Regions from separate parts of the Mus musculus genome. Here region 1 is linked to region 2. A link is a contact called in public HiChIP or PLAC-seq data. All regions are on one chromosome and are shown on one strand. The core of a region is the stretch at or near the end of the contact, and the rest is flanking DNA. Distances in the headings are between cores, read along the strand shown.

Region 1 (6,554 bases), core at 2,975-5,474, 600 kb before region 2:
TCGCCTGTGACTGCTTTGCTGTCTTTTCCAACTGCTTTTTATTTTCTAGATCACTCTCAAGAACGAACACTGTGTTTTGATAAAAATAACTCTCTCCCCCCCCCAAAAAAAATCCAGTCTCTTCATACATTAACACATTTGGGCAAAGCTTTTTACACTCGTACAGTAACAAGCATATTCATACCAGGATCCAAATGGAAGGAGCATCAATCTGAACGAGACAGGGATACACACAAGGAAGGGCATGGTTTTGACTCATGAGTGTTCTGGGCTTCTCTGCTTCTTGCAAAGATTACTACTGGCTGCAACTGCACCATGTGGGTGGCTGCTGGGCAGGAGGGGCCTCTTCAGCTGGTCACTGGCTTTGTTTCAACTTCACAGTTGGCATGAGCGTCCGTCAGTCTGAAGCCTCTGCAGTCTTTTTCCTTTCACTGGGGAGACATTACTGAGAAAGGGGGCTATAGGACCAGCTGAAAGGAACATCAGAACAACTAGAAAGATAATAGAACATGTCACAGACAGTTATCACATTGACTGTTTAATGGAAGTGATTTGGGACACTGGAGAGACAATGCTCTTTCTAACTACAGCAGAAATGCTACCTCACTTTAACAACAAAAAGTGGCTTTCTTCCATTGTTCGCCTTGCTCAAGAATCAATGCAGCAGCAGTCTTGTGTCAGTGTGTACAAAGAAGAAAGCTTCAGGTCTACCCTCCCTGAAACAGAACACACAGGCACAGAGCAAAAGATCACAGGACACAGAGCACAGTCAAATGAGTCCTAGGAATGAAGGCAAACTAAGTTGGTTGTAGGTGCCTAACTGCTGCAATACAGGAGTGAATGGAGGCACTGGAATTAGTGGGTGTTCATTGCTTAGCCCCTTGAATATGTCTTGGTATTTTCAGTGCCGGCCATAGAGCTTGGCACATGGTACTGAAATAGAAAGTGTGAGGGAGAAAGGGAAGGAGGGAGAGAGAAAGGGAAGGGAGGGAGTAGTGATAAAGAGAAAGGAAAAAGAAAAGGGAAAGAAGGAGAGGGTATGAGGGAAAAGAAGGAGAGTGTAGGAGAAAGGGGAAAAGGGAGACAGTAATGAAGGAAGGCAGGAGTTACTGGAATATTGGGGCACCCAGGAAGGAAATTAGTCAGCTGTAAACATGTCAAAGATTTGGAGACTGGGGAATCCAGTTTGGCTTAATAAAAGAAGGGGTTTTACATTCTGAGTGGTTTGAGAAAAGGAGATGGGGTCATTTCCAGATGGCCTTGAACATGTCAGTGTCTCGTTTGGGAAGTGCACTGTGGTCAAGTGACCATTGTAGGCTCCTGAAAAGAACATGACCACAATTCAAATAAACCAAGGGGAACAAGAAACACAGAACTTATAGGCAGCAATCCAATGGAGTAAATAAACCACACCACAAGAAATCACAGGATAGCAGAAGGGCTGGGGAGAGGGTGTGGTCTAAAACAGAAAGGCAGTGTCTGGATATCTTCCAAGTTAATGTTGAAGGATGTGGCTTTATAACTGGGATCAAGAATTCACTTCTCCCTTTGGGAAGCTTTAGTTTTCTTTTCTTTTGCCCCTAGGCTGCTTTTTTTTCTGTCACCATCCCTCCCTGAAAAATAAACTCCAATCTTAGGTGCTTTCTCAACAAGATAAAGCAGATTAGTAACAAATGACCCTGGAGGTGGAATCAGATGTAACTTTGAAGGGCAACTGATGGTACCAATGGACAAATAAGTTCACAGGTTTTGGCCTTGCTCCTATTGCCCCCTATACTATGACATAGCTTCAGTAATTCTGAGAGGGGGTAAGCACTGAGACCCTACCTAGCCTGACCCACTTACTCACTTCACAGATAAGGATATTTGAGAAGAGAGCTATTAACGCTTCTCTCTTACTCTGCAGAAGTAGTTATGAATGAGATGGATTTGCAAGTGGTTTTTTAGTTAACTAAAGCCTTTGACATCGACTTCTCCTTTATACTCACACAATGGAAACGCATCAATGAGCTAGGCACGCTGAACGGGATACACCACGGCACATACTGTATTAAATACTTGGAGTATTTGAGGATGCTGACTCTCTAGAGGAGACATCTAACTGGTAGAATGACTTAGGGTAAATGCTATGCCCAGGCAATGCATTTTGTAAACAGTGATATTGGGGATGTTAAGCTTTGGCATGCATGTACGACTCATTCGTGAATAAATTAGCATGGTATTGCATTAAGAAAAGACAGTGCCTATAATACTGCTATGATTCATAAAGGTAGTGACTAATGGAAAGCCCAAGAATATGTGAGAAGATTGAAAAAAAAAAAAAAAAAGAAACAAGCTATATATGGCTTTGATGTTTTATATAGCCAACCCATGCAAAACAGGCTTTTATATGCTATGTATATTATAAACACTATTAAAAGGAATTTTAAGGAATGAATATGAAGTGGACAGTAGGAGAAAGGTCAGATTCCACATGTTTGTCGAGAGTTAAAAATTTTACAGCTTTGTTCTTTGGGTTCTATACCTACCTAATTGCAAGAGCAGTGGAGTAGCATCATCTATTCAATGCAAAGTTCTCTTGAGATCCTTTTTGTAATTTGAATGAAGAAGCAAAAACTTAGGGCCTCACATAGTCTTACTCTGTAACAATTCTCTAAGCTTGTCTCGACAAGCTCACCACCTACTGCATACATGGCAAATGGCAAGTAGCAGGCTGACCAGCCAACTCACTGTGATCTGCCTGGGCTTTTTCTTAATAGGTAGATCTTGGGGGGGGGGGGCAGCTCGCTGGAGGGGGCTCCCCAGTGGAGCCATCAGTAGATCTCTGGAATCGTGTTGAGGCCCCAAAAGGGAACTGAAGTTAGTGGATAAGAGTCTCAGTTACTCATCTCGTGACATGCAAAATGGAGGGGAAAAACAGAAAATTGTTTATTATTGTTAATGGTTTGATTGCTTTTATTAGATTAAAAATCATCATCTCTGGCAAATGCCATGTCTCTGATTCCAACAAAGGAAATGGATTCCTTATGTGTAATATGTACTTTTCTGTTGTTCTCTGTGCTTCCGAGTTATCCACAGCCAGGATGAAGACCAAACTCACAAAGAACTGCAAATATTTTGCAAAGAATTCAAATTTTCTCCAGTGAGGAGCCTTTGAAAGATCAAGAGTTTGCAACATCTAGGTTTTCCACTTTCATTCTCATGGAAGCACACATGAAGCAAAGTCCTTTTATTCTTGTATTAATTAACAAGGAATTAAAAAAAAAACCCTAAGCTGACTTACAAAGCACTCTCCTCCCAAGCAATTCCAAGCATGAGACATGCCCGAGGATGGGGGGTGATGGGGACACACTCAAGTAGGCTACAGATAAAGCAAAGCACAGCTATATGCACATTAGTATAATTACAGATTGCAAATTATGCCGGATGTATCTAATATCTAATTTTTTGAAAGCTGACTCCACTTGAGACTTCAATAACAGCGTCAACATTTTGCAGGTGGCTTCTCTGTACAGTATCCAATGGGAATTATTCTTCCAATGCTTATAGCCCTCAAGTTAAACCTGGAGCTCCCCCTTAAAGGACCAATGGACACTGAAAACTGAGAATAGCACCTAGACAAAGGAAATGGAGTAGGGGGAGACCCTGGAAGACACTGAGTACAGTTGCTTATTTCTGTGACGATGATACTTACTTGGTTCAAGCAATAAGGAACTTGAACATCCGTCATTAGAAAATGTAGGAGAGGCTACATGCATGTTGAGGAAGCCAACTGAAAGGTTAAGGGTTGGGCATTTCTTAGATCTATGGATAAAAGGGGAAATGAGCATCAAGGTGGCACGCTCTACCTTTGACTCCAAACATTAAGCCTTATGTTAAATCCAACTCATCTAAGACATACAGTTTGTTCGTCTAAAAAAGATCCGCATTCGGCTTTGAGAAACTGGCTTTTGTCCTCGAGCCCTGCATGAATCAATCACCAACCAACTAAAATATATTTGAGATCTCAGAGAAGGAAGAGTACTCTCCAAGTTGATTGGATCCATCTTCTTGATTCCTCCTTAAAGATCTTTCTGCTAATGAGTCAGGGTTGCTGTGGCATTATTTAATTATCCGCACTTCTGTACGATGAAATATGTTGTCGTAGCGCACACTTCACAGTGCAGTGACTGCTCACATGTAATGCTGCCTCCACAGTTAGTACATTCCTTTGTTCTGCTCATAAGTGGTTTCAGAAAAAAGGGGTGGGCCCGGAAGGAGGAGCCTTTGGGGTTTGTAAAATAAAAATCATACATTCCTGGTGCATGTGCAGAATTCGATGCATTTACATGAATTCTGCTTTTGAAATTAAGTTGTGGCTCCACTTGGAATAAGCCAAGGCACATGTCGGGTGACTTCAAATGCAGCCATGAGGCTCTGAGTGGACCTTGAACATCTCTCTAGTGAATACTCACTGTAATGTAATGGGGGACAGAATGACTTGATTTTTTTTTTTAAAATCAGCAAGGAATGTCTTTAACAAGGAAGAAGTAAATTATGATAATTACTCTGAATGGTCGGATCCTTGAGCATTACTAATTAGCATTTATTGCCTGGATTATGGAACAATACAAGTGAAACCAAACTGCAGTTGCTCTTTTACCTTGAAGACTTGAAAAGGCAATGGAGAAAGATCTCTGCAGCCACCTCCGTGATGCAGACTGCAGGCAGTCTACCTCCCCACAGCCTGCAGACTCCCTCCTTATAGAAACACACCCATACGGGCCTCAGCATTTCCGGCCCATTCATCTTTGTGTGTGTGTGTGTGTGTTAGGTTCATATTTGCATGGGCTATCAGGTTCAGGAGACTAATATTCAGGCAAAATATTTTGGCCATAATACCATCTGAGGATGATGTTATCAGTCGGGAGAGCTTAGCAATAAAGAGCTGAAACTCCATGCTCCATGAAAATATGGAATTCTCCCAAAGAGATATTTGACTTAAAAACAGAACAAAGAACTCAGTTCTTGGTGATTGAAATTTTATATTTCCTCACTGACCCTTAGGACTGAAGCTTAAAAGAAAATAGCTAAGAAAAATAATGGGTTTTTGGTATAAGTACCTTTATTTGTTTATCTATCTATCTATTTATTTTCCATTAGAAATCTGTGATGATATAGGTTCTGAAATTAGAAAACAAAAATTAGATGTTCATGAACAGGTTGGCAGCACTAAATAAATGCCATTGTTAAAATTTAGCAACCAAATTTTTTAAATAAGCCACCAGGTATAATATAAGGAGAGAAAGGAGGAAGAAGAAAAAAAAAAAAGACTCCCTGAGCCGTTTATCACTCTGCAATCTCTGCCGTTCTCCACATCCCATTATAACGAATGAAGAGAAAAGACTATGGTCAGCCAGAAAATGGGCCCCAAATACAGTCACTGCTCTTCCAAATACCGTCCATGGTTTCCCCACCCTGGGCCCTTTTAGCCTGAAAGAATAAGTTTGCTTAAATCTGTGAGGAGATTAAATAGACTGGTGATAGAAATTAATTCTGCCGAATGAGCAAATGCATTCGAGTTGCCCAGATGCAAATAAGATAGATAATACTTTTCTTTGCCTTTGACATGCTAGGCGGATTAGTTTAGAATGTTAAATCTGATTTTATTAGAATATATTAGCAGTGTTTTAATTAATACCAATCAAACGTTTTTCTTTCCCTGGGGCTTGATATGTTCCTAACACTTTCTAAATCATCTGTTTTCCCCTCCAGAAAAAAAAAAAAAGAAAAAAAAAACAGAAAAACCCTACAAAATCACCAAATCACCCTTTGTTACAGTCGCTCAATTCTAATCTCACTGCGTTCTGTGGGAAGCCATAAACTTTTTGTATAAAGGTGTTTTTGCCCATAAATTTCATTCCAGGTGCCAGATTTTAAAATGAGTTACTGTTTCTCTAGCATGCCTCCTTAAAGAAGAAAGGAAGAAAGAAAGAAGAAAGAAAGAAAGAAAGAAAGAAAGAAAGAAAGAAAGAAAGAAAGAAAGGAAGAAAGAAAGAAAGAAGAAAGAAAGAAAAAAGAAAGAAAGAAAGAAAGAAAAAAGAAGGTAGAAAGGAAGGAAAGAAGGAAGGAAGGAAGGAAGGAAGGAAGCGAGCAATTAGAGATTTGAAAATTAAGCATTTTCTGTATTTTTCTTTGAGGGGCAAGATATTGCAAAACGGGTTTCAGCTGGTTCCTCTTGTTATCAGTGGGCTTGCTTAAGCTGTTAAATTTCAACTGCATTGATTTTGAACAGACCAAAAAAAAAAAAAAAAAAAAGCAAGACTTTTTAAAAAGGAGGTGGTTTTGTGTGTGTGTCTGTGTCTGTGTGTTTCAGCTAGGTAAAAAATGGTGAGCCACTGAGCCCTGTGAACTGAATTCTAACTGTGCTCCTAGGAGGCACAGGAGAGCGTTCCACTCATTATCCCCCCCTTTCTCTCCAGCTTCCTGTCCTCCTGCGCCCTGAGCTCCAGTTCCCTGTCTCTTTTCTTCCCCCAGTGCACCCCCACTGCAGCTCCCAGCCTTATTTTTTTTTT
Region 2 (6,293 bases), core at 2,930-5,429:
TTGGGGGAGACAGGAAGTCTGAAATGGAAACCCCATTAGAAAGGTTACTAAAGGGGGCTCACATTACAAAGCACCTTTCCACGCCAACATCCCACCCCCACATCACTTTTTGACTCTCAGTGACCAGGAAACACCCACAGCAAAGCCATAGGCAGGCAGCAGGCCGCCTCGGTGGACTTCCTGGTGGCTCTGACACATCCCCTCCTGTCCAGAACCAGCTGCAAAGAAGTCACATTAGTGAGCGCCTCCTCTTCCCCTGCAGGACTTCAGACCAAGATTTCTGGGCAGTGGCCATTGACAGGATGTTCAGCAGTCACTTTCTCGGGCCACATATGAAGTGTACGGTGCATGCTTAAGATAGAGAGAGAGGGACAAACTTCACACATCGCTTAGACCATGGACAGGAATTTACCAAAGACTCTTTCATAATGAGGCCACTAGATATCTCTAAAACCCCTAGATGTCAAGTATTTGAGAAAACAAGAACCATTCAAGCCCGTTTATGTTCACAGAGCCCCTCCCCTATAGATATGCTTTGTCGATACTGTTTAATTGATGCAGTAGATAGAAAATAGTCAAATAGTTTGTCGCAAGCTTTACCGGCTGTTAATAGTACAGTCCGGCAGACTAAGAAGACACGAGCTGAGAAAAGTTGTAGAGAAGTGAAGTTTGAGTAGGAATCGTTCTCTCAAAAACGTTTCTTCTGTTGTTTCTCTTTGGGAGAATGAGAAGTTAGACATCTTGAGGTTTCTTCAGCAAAACCCCTTGATCCACGTGGAAGACTTGCCAGGTGAGGGTCATCACACCTCTGCCTGGCATTTGGTAGTCTCCGAGAATTGTTGAAGTTGTCACAAATCTGGAGTGGGGTGCCTGCCGGCTCTGGGATCTGGAAGGTAGTCACCAAGCATGCACTAAGCATCTGCCTCTTGCTGAAGCCCCATAGCAAAGAACTCTTGGTTCCAGTGTCAGCCAAGATGAGGCTGCAAACCCGGAGTGCTAGCTCAAGAGGCATCAGGTCCCTAGAGACACAGGCATCCTCAGGCTTTAACCCAGCCCAGGTTTAACTCTGTTTACGCTGTGCAAATTATGCACCTTTAACAGATGAAAAGGTAAATCAACAAACTCACTGTTTCCAGAGCTTTGCCCTGGAATCTTTTACTTCATGTGAAATTCCCAGGTCAGTTGGTCAAATAAGATGAAGAGGAACCCTCCATGCTGGGTTAGTGCTGTCTGAGCTGGCTTTTTTGTACTACTGGCCAAATCCCTCGAAGGACTCTGCCAAAATCCGCAGGACTCCTCAAATAGTAACAAACATTTTTTAAAATTAAAAATTGAAGGCACTCAGCTGGTGAATTTCTCTTCTACTGCTGACATTTGTCGTTTCAAGACAAACCACAGGCACATCAGGTTTCAAAGAAGCAAATCACAGCAGGGCACTCAGGAAAGCAGTGGAACCCAGGCGTTGGGGCACATCCTTTTCATCTGGGCACTGGGAGGCAGGGGCAGGTTCTCCTGTGAGCGAGTTTTCCTCATAACAACTTCTCTTTGCCTCTTGTACAGCTTTAAAAAGCTCCAAATACCAGCTTCTTCACCATTCAGCTACACAACTCTCCATTAGTGTGTCCAATGTAACTCTCCGAGAGGAAGGTGTGTATACATGCTTGCACTACGGGAGTTCTGTGAAGACGAAGCAAGTGAGAGTGACCGTGTTAGGTATGTTCCCAGCAGGGTAACTCCCCAGGGACATGATGGACAAAATGAACCATTTTATTTATTTATCTATCTATTTATTTACTTACTTTTATTTTAAAAAGCTTATTCGAGGATTAGCATTGCCATGGGGCTCACACCCAAGTCAGAAGACAACTTGCAGGAATCCAGTCCTTCCTCCTGCCATATTTATCTTGGGGATTGAACTTAGACTCGGTAGCATGAACTTGGCTGTGTTGAGACACTTCCCCCAGCCCACTTTGAAGTTACAATGAATCGCTAATAAGATTTATTTTTAAGTATGTGTCTGTGTCTATGTGAGGATAAAGTGTAGGTGCCCAGACAAGCCGGAAGAAGCCCAAACAACCAAACAGCTCCCAGGGAGCTGTCGGGTGATTGTGATCCACCCAACATGGGTGCTACAAACCAAACACAGGTCCCAGACTCTCTCTTACCCACTGAGCCACCCCTCCCAACTCCACGAAGTACCATTTTTAAACTTGGTATTTTAATGTAAAAAGTTTTACCTGTAACAGGAGCGTCTGAGGGCATGTCTGCCATCTTTTATTGAAAGAAAATTAAAGAGACCTGAGTGCGTGCGTGTGTGTGTGTGTGTGTGTGTGTGTGTGTGTGTGAAGCTCTAGATTCAAAAGTAAATTAATACACTTGCCTGGGGCACCAACTAGGTTTTGTTTGTTTTCAGGAAACTAAACAGAAGTAATATTCGTGTTTTATAGGTTGTGATTATGTGCCAGTCACCATATGAGACTCTAGAGAATCAAAGACACAGGCATGCTCTCTGCCCTTAAGGAGTTTGCCAGCTGCTTATTTCTACCACTGGGCAACATGCCTAGCCATCCTGGTTAAGACAGCTTCTGGGCTGCTGTAACGCCGTACACGCTCCCCTATCATAACGCTAGGCACAGGATCATTTCTGCCTTTCTTGTGATGTTACTAAGGATTGAACCCAGAGCTTTGGGCATGGTGAACACATGTTCTACCCTGAGCCATCGCTCTGAGTCCCACTGCAGGCTCCTCTAACCCAGCAGTGCTCAGCATCCATCCCTAAGGCTTTAATACAGTTCCTCACATTGTGATGACCCCCAACCACTAAATTATTTTCGTTGCTACTTCATAACTGTAACTTTGCTGTTATGAAACATCGTGTGTATATCTGTGTTTTCTGACGGTCTTAGACAACTGACCTCTGAGAAAGGGTTGTTCAACCCCTAAACGGGTCGTGACCCATAGGTTGAGAACTGCCGTTCTAACTAAAAGCATAGGATCTAAACCCAAAGCCAGACTATTCCGCTCCTTGAGAGGTCTCTCTTTCCCATCTCTGTGGTGTCAACAAGTAATCCTGAGCCTGCCTAGCTCAGCCAGTTCTTCCCCTGTGTCTGCATGGATCCAGTAAATGCCCACAAGTGCGGTTCTCCATGAAAACAAAAGTAGAATTGGAAAAAGGAAGTATGCCCAGCTGAAAATGATTTCTGGGGAGGAAGTACAAAGAGAAATGGCCAGAGGGTCCTTGAGAATAGAAATGTTCTTTGGGTGTGAGGAAGGGCCTAAGATATGCACTTTGCCCTTATTTGCATAAACTTACAAAAGTTTAGAGCTGAAAAGCCAACCTTTTGTGTTACAGCCGATGTACCAAGAAGTCGGAGGATTTGTCTAAGTTTCTCCAGCTGGTGACAGAGGCGAGACTAAAAGTCAGGTCTCTCCCTAATGTGCTAGCAGCCAAACATAATGCGACATCACATCCAGACTGCTGTTCTAACAAAGTCTCTTTGGAAATTCTAAGGAACTCATCCCATATTCAGTAACACACATCCTGACTTTAGCCAACTTGGTTCTTTGAAAGAACAACACAAATGGATTCTGGGAAAAATTAAGCAAGAAATATGACCTGTAATTAAAGAATTATCTTATAGCAATCCCTAAGATTTATAGGTGATGTTCTTTTCTCAACATACACAGGCCAGGTGGACAGGAAGCTGCCTCATTCAGGAAAGTGATTATCACGCAGGCCTGACAAACTGAGTTAGGATGCCCACATTAAGGCTGGGCACAGGCATCTTTAGCTCCATCACTGATATAGGGGCATGTATGTCCCTATGGCTCATTAGCCAGCCAGCCTAGCTGGATCCATGAACTCCAGATCCAATGATAGATAGCAGGCAAAGAGTATGCCTGAAACCTATATCTGGTATCTACATGTCTGTGCACACATGCACACCTACAACTAGTTTAGCACAGAAAAATTCATTTTCTTCTAGTGACTCCTTTCCAGCCAACCGTGGAAGCTTTGGTTCTCAGAAGGCAGAATGGAGAGAAATCGGTTGTGCTGAAATGTTCCACAGAGAGAAGCAAGCCCCCGCCACAAATCACCTGGCTGCTGGGGGAAGGTCTGGAGATCTATGGTAAGTGCACAGAAAGAAGGTTCTTTGTTTCCTTTCCTTCTGTCCTCCAAGAGCTTTTTAAAGTATTATGGTGCCCTCTGGTGGCACACACTGTCTAAAGACATCATTCTATCAGTTCTGCTCCAGAGAAATTAGCATTATAATAACTAATATTTCATCTAATGTTAAAAGGCTATCTCTCAAGAGATAGCTATATCAGGGTCCTGTCAGCTAAATCTTGCTGGCATATGCAATAGTGTCTGGGTTTGGTAGTTGGATATGGGATGGATCCCCAGGTGGGGTAGTCTCTGGATGGTCCTTTCTTCCGTCTCAGCTCCAAACTTTGTCTCTGTAACTCCCTCCATGAGTATTTTGTTCCCCATTCTAAGAAGGAAAGAAGTATCCACACTTTTGTCTTCCTTCTTCTTGAGTTTCATGTGTTTTGCAAATTTTATCTTGGATAGTCTAAGTTTTTGGGTTAATATCTCTTATCAGTGAGTGCATATCATGTGTGTTCTTTTGTGATTGGGTTACCTCACTGATATAGCTGTCTCTTGAGAGGCTATGCCAGTGCCTGGCAAATACAGAAGTGGATGTTTACAGTCATCTATTGGATGGAACACAGGGCCCCTAATAAAGGAACTAGAGAAAGTACCCAAGGAGCTAAAGGGGTCTGCAACCCTATAGGAGGATCAACAATACAAACTAACCAGTATCCCCCCCGCCCCCAGAGCTGTGTCTCTAGTTGCATATGTAGCAGAGGATGGCCTAGTCAGCCATCAATAGGAATAGAAGCCCTTGGTCTTACGAAGATCATATGCCCCAGTACAGGGAAATGCCAGGGCCAGGAAGCAGGAGTGGGTAGATTGGGGAGCAGGGTGGGGAGAGGGTATAGGGGACTTTTGGGCTAGCATTTGAAATGTAAATGAAGAAAATATCTAATAATTTTTAAAAGGCTATCTCAAATCACACTTTTAAAAATTAAGATAGAAATATAAAATGAGTTATTTGTAATACTTTTTTAAAAAAACTGACAAAATTCCCTGAAGTAAGTGTAATGCTGAGCATAAACTTGGAAACAAAGTTATAAAATTAGAAACATGTGTAACATTGAATGTGTGCAAGAGGTAGTCTGCTTACCAGGTGGCGGTATCCCAAGAAACTACAATAAACTGAAGTATTTTTCATGAAAATTTTCTTAATGCTCCAATTCACCAAACAACTTAATCAACCTCCGACACACGTTGAACACTTACATTGTTATCCCTCCAGCAGCAACATCTTCTGTTACACAGCATATTCCACAGCACGTTTTCCAGCAATGCATGCATTGTATCCAATTCTGTGCTGAAGGCAGTTAGAACAAAGAACCATTGCCTGTGCCTACGAGTGGGCACGTGTGTGCCTTTATACATTTTACGGGTAAGAAGTCCTAGTTGAGGCCTAAGTCAGGAAGTGTCCGTAATTAAACACACAAAGCCTTCCTTATATATGTGACACTATTGAACACACAGAGACAGATGAAGACGTTCTGAGACGCATGCGTGGTGGGTTATACATGCAGTCCCAATGTCTGGAAGGTGGGGTGGGGCAAGAGGGTCGTGTGTTTGAGGCCAGGCTGAGCTACATCATGAGTCCCAGGCCAGTTTGAACTACTTCCTGAACCCCGCATTAAAAATGTTTTTCATACTATAAAAATAAGTATCTTTGCTGGCAACAGAAAACTAATTGTGATTTGGAGGGAAGCATTTCCACAGTGTTTGCTGCCGTTTCAGTACATGTTGCCTTTGCTAGCTGTACAAATTATCTCTGCCCTTTAATGCTCTGAGGGGCTGTGCACTGCCAAGAAGACTGGGCATGAAACAGAGTGGTAAGCAGAAAAGCCTTAAGGCTCAGATCTGTCTTCCAGTCTGGCAGAAACCTACTTCATTATGAAACTCCTTCATACATTAATGTAACCTTCATAGGCTCGTGGGGCTTTGTGTTTTGTGACAATGTTACCCTTCCTGTGCAACCACTGCAAGCTTGGATCATTCCCCCACCATAGCAAAGTGTTTGTAGAAATCTGCCCAGGCTCCTTGATCCACTGCTGCTTGTCCTTGTGGCCACGCCCAACCCACCCAAGGCAGCTGACTTGAGTGTGAGACTGCGGTTCTGCGTGCAGAATGGTCCAACAGAGTTCCA

Evidence for each region. HiChIP or PLAC-seq counts read pairs in DNA pulled down with a chosen protein or histone mark.
Region 1: a contact with region 2 is called in an H3K4me3 HiChIP or PLAC-seq map of forebrain, with 3 times the contacts expected there. The contact joins two enhancer-like sites. A contact is called at or near these places in 4 of 39 promoter capture datasets (cranial neural crest, frontonasal cranial neural crest, hippocampal neurons and 1 more) and 4 of 115 datasets of contacts at active chromatin or transcription factors (craniofacial prominence, embryonic hindbrain, embryonic limb bud and 1 more).

What each region holds. Positions count from the first base shown.
Region 1 is chr9:41,584,136-41,590,689 of GRCm38.p6, reverse strand. Mir100hg (Mir100 Mirlet7a-2 Mir125b-1 cluster host gene) reads right to left here. Exons shown (of 5, transcript NR_131928.1): 5 at 671-716. Among named protein-coding and RNA genes, the nearest start is that of Mir125b-1, 5.5 kb to the right of the region's middle. Within about 2 kb of position 4,224, at least 67 of the 459 cell types and tissues checked have an H3K27ac peak or open chromatin away from gene starts, as enhancers often do. A contact at or near this core is called in forebrain, where this site is marked.
Region 2 is chr9:40,987,982-40,994,274 of GRCm38.p6, reverse strand. Crtam (cytotoxic and regulatory T cell molecule) reads left to right here. Exons shown (of 10, transcript NM_001281954.1): 3 at 1,561-1,713; 4 at 3,987-4,130. Among named protein-coding and RNA genes, the nearest start is that of Crtam, 14 kb to the left of the region's middle. Within about 2 kb of position 4,179, at least 27 of the 459 cell types and tissues checked have an H3K27ac peak or open chromatin away from gene starts, as enhancers often do. A contact at or near this core is called in forebrain, where this site is marked.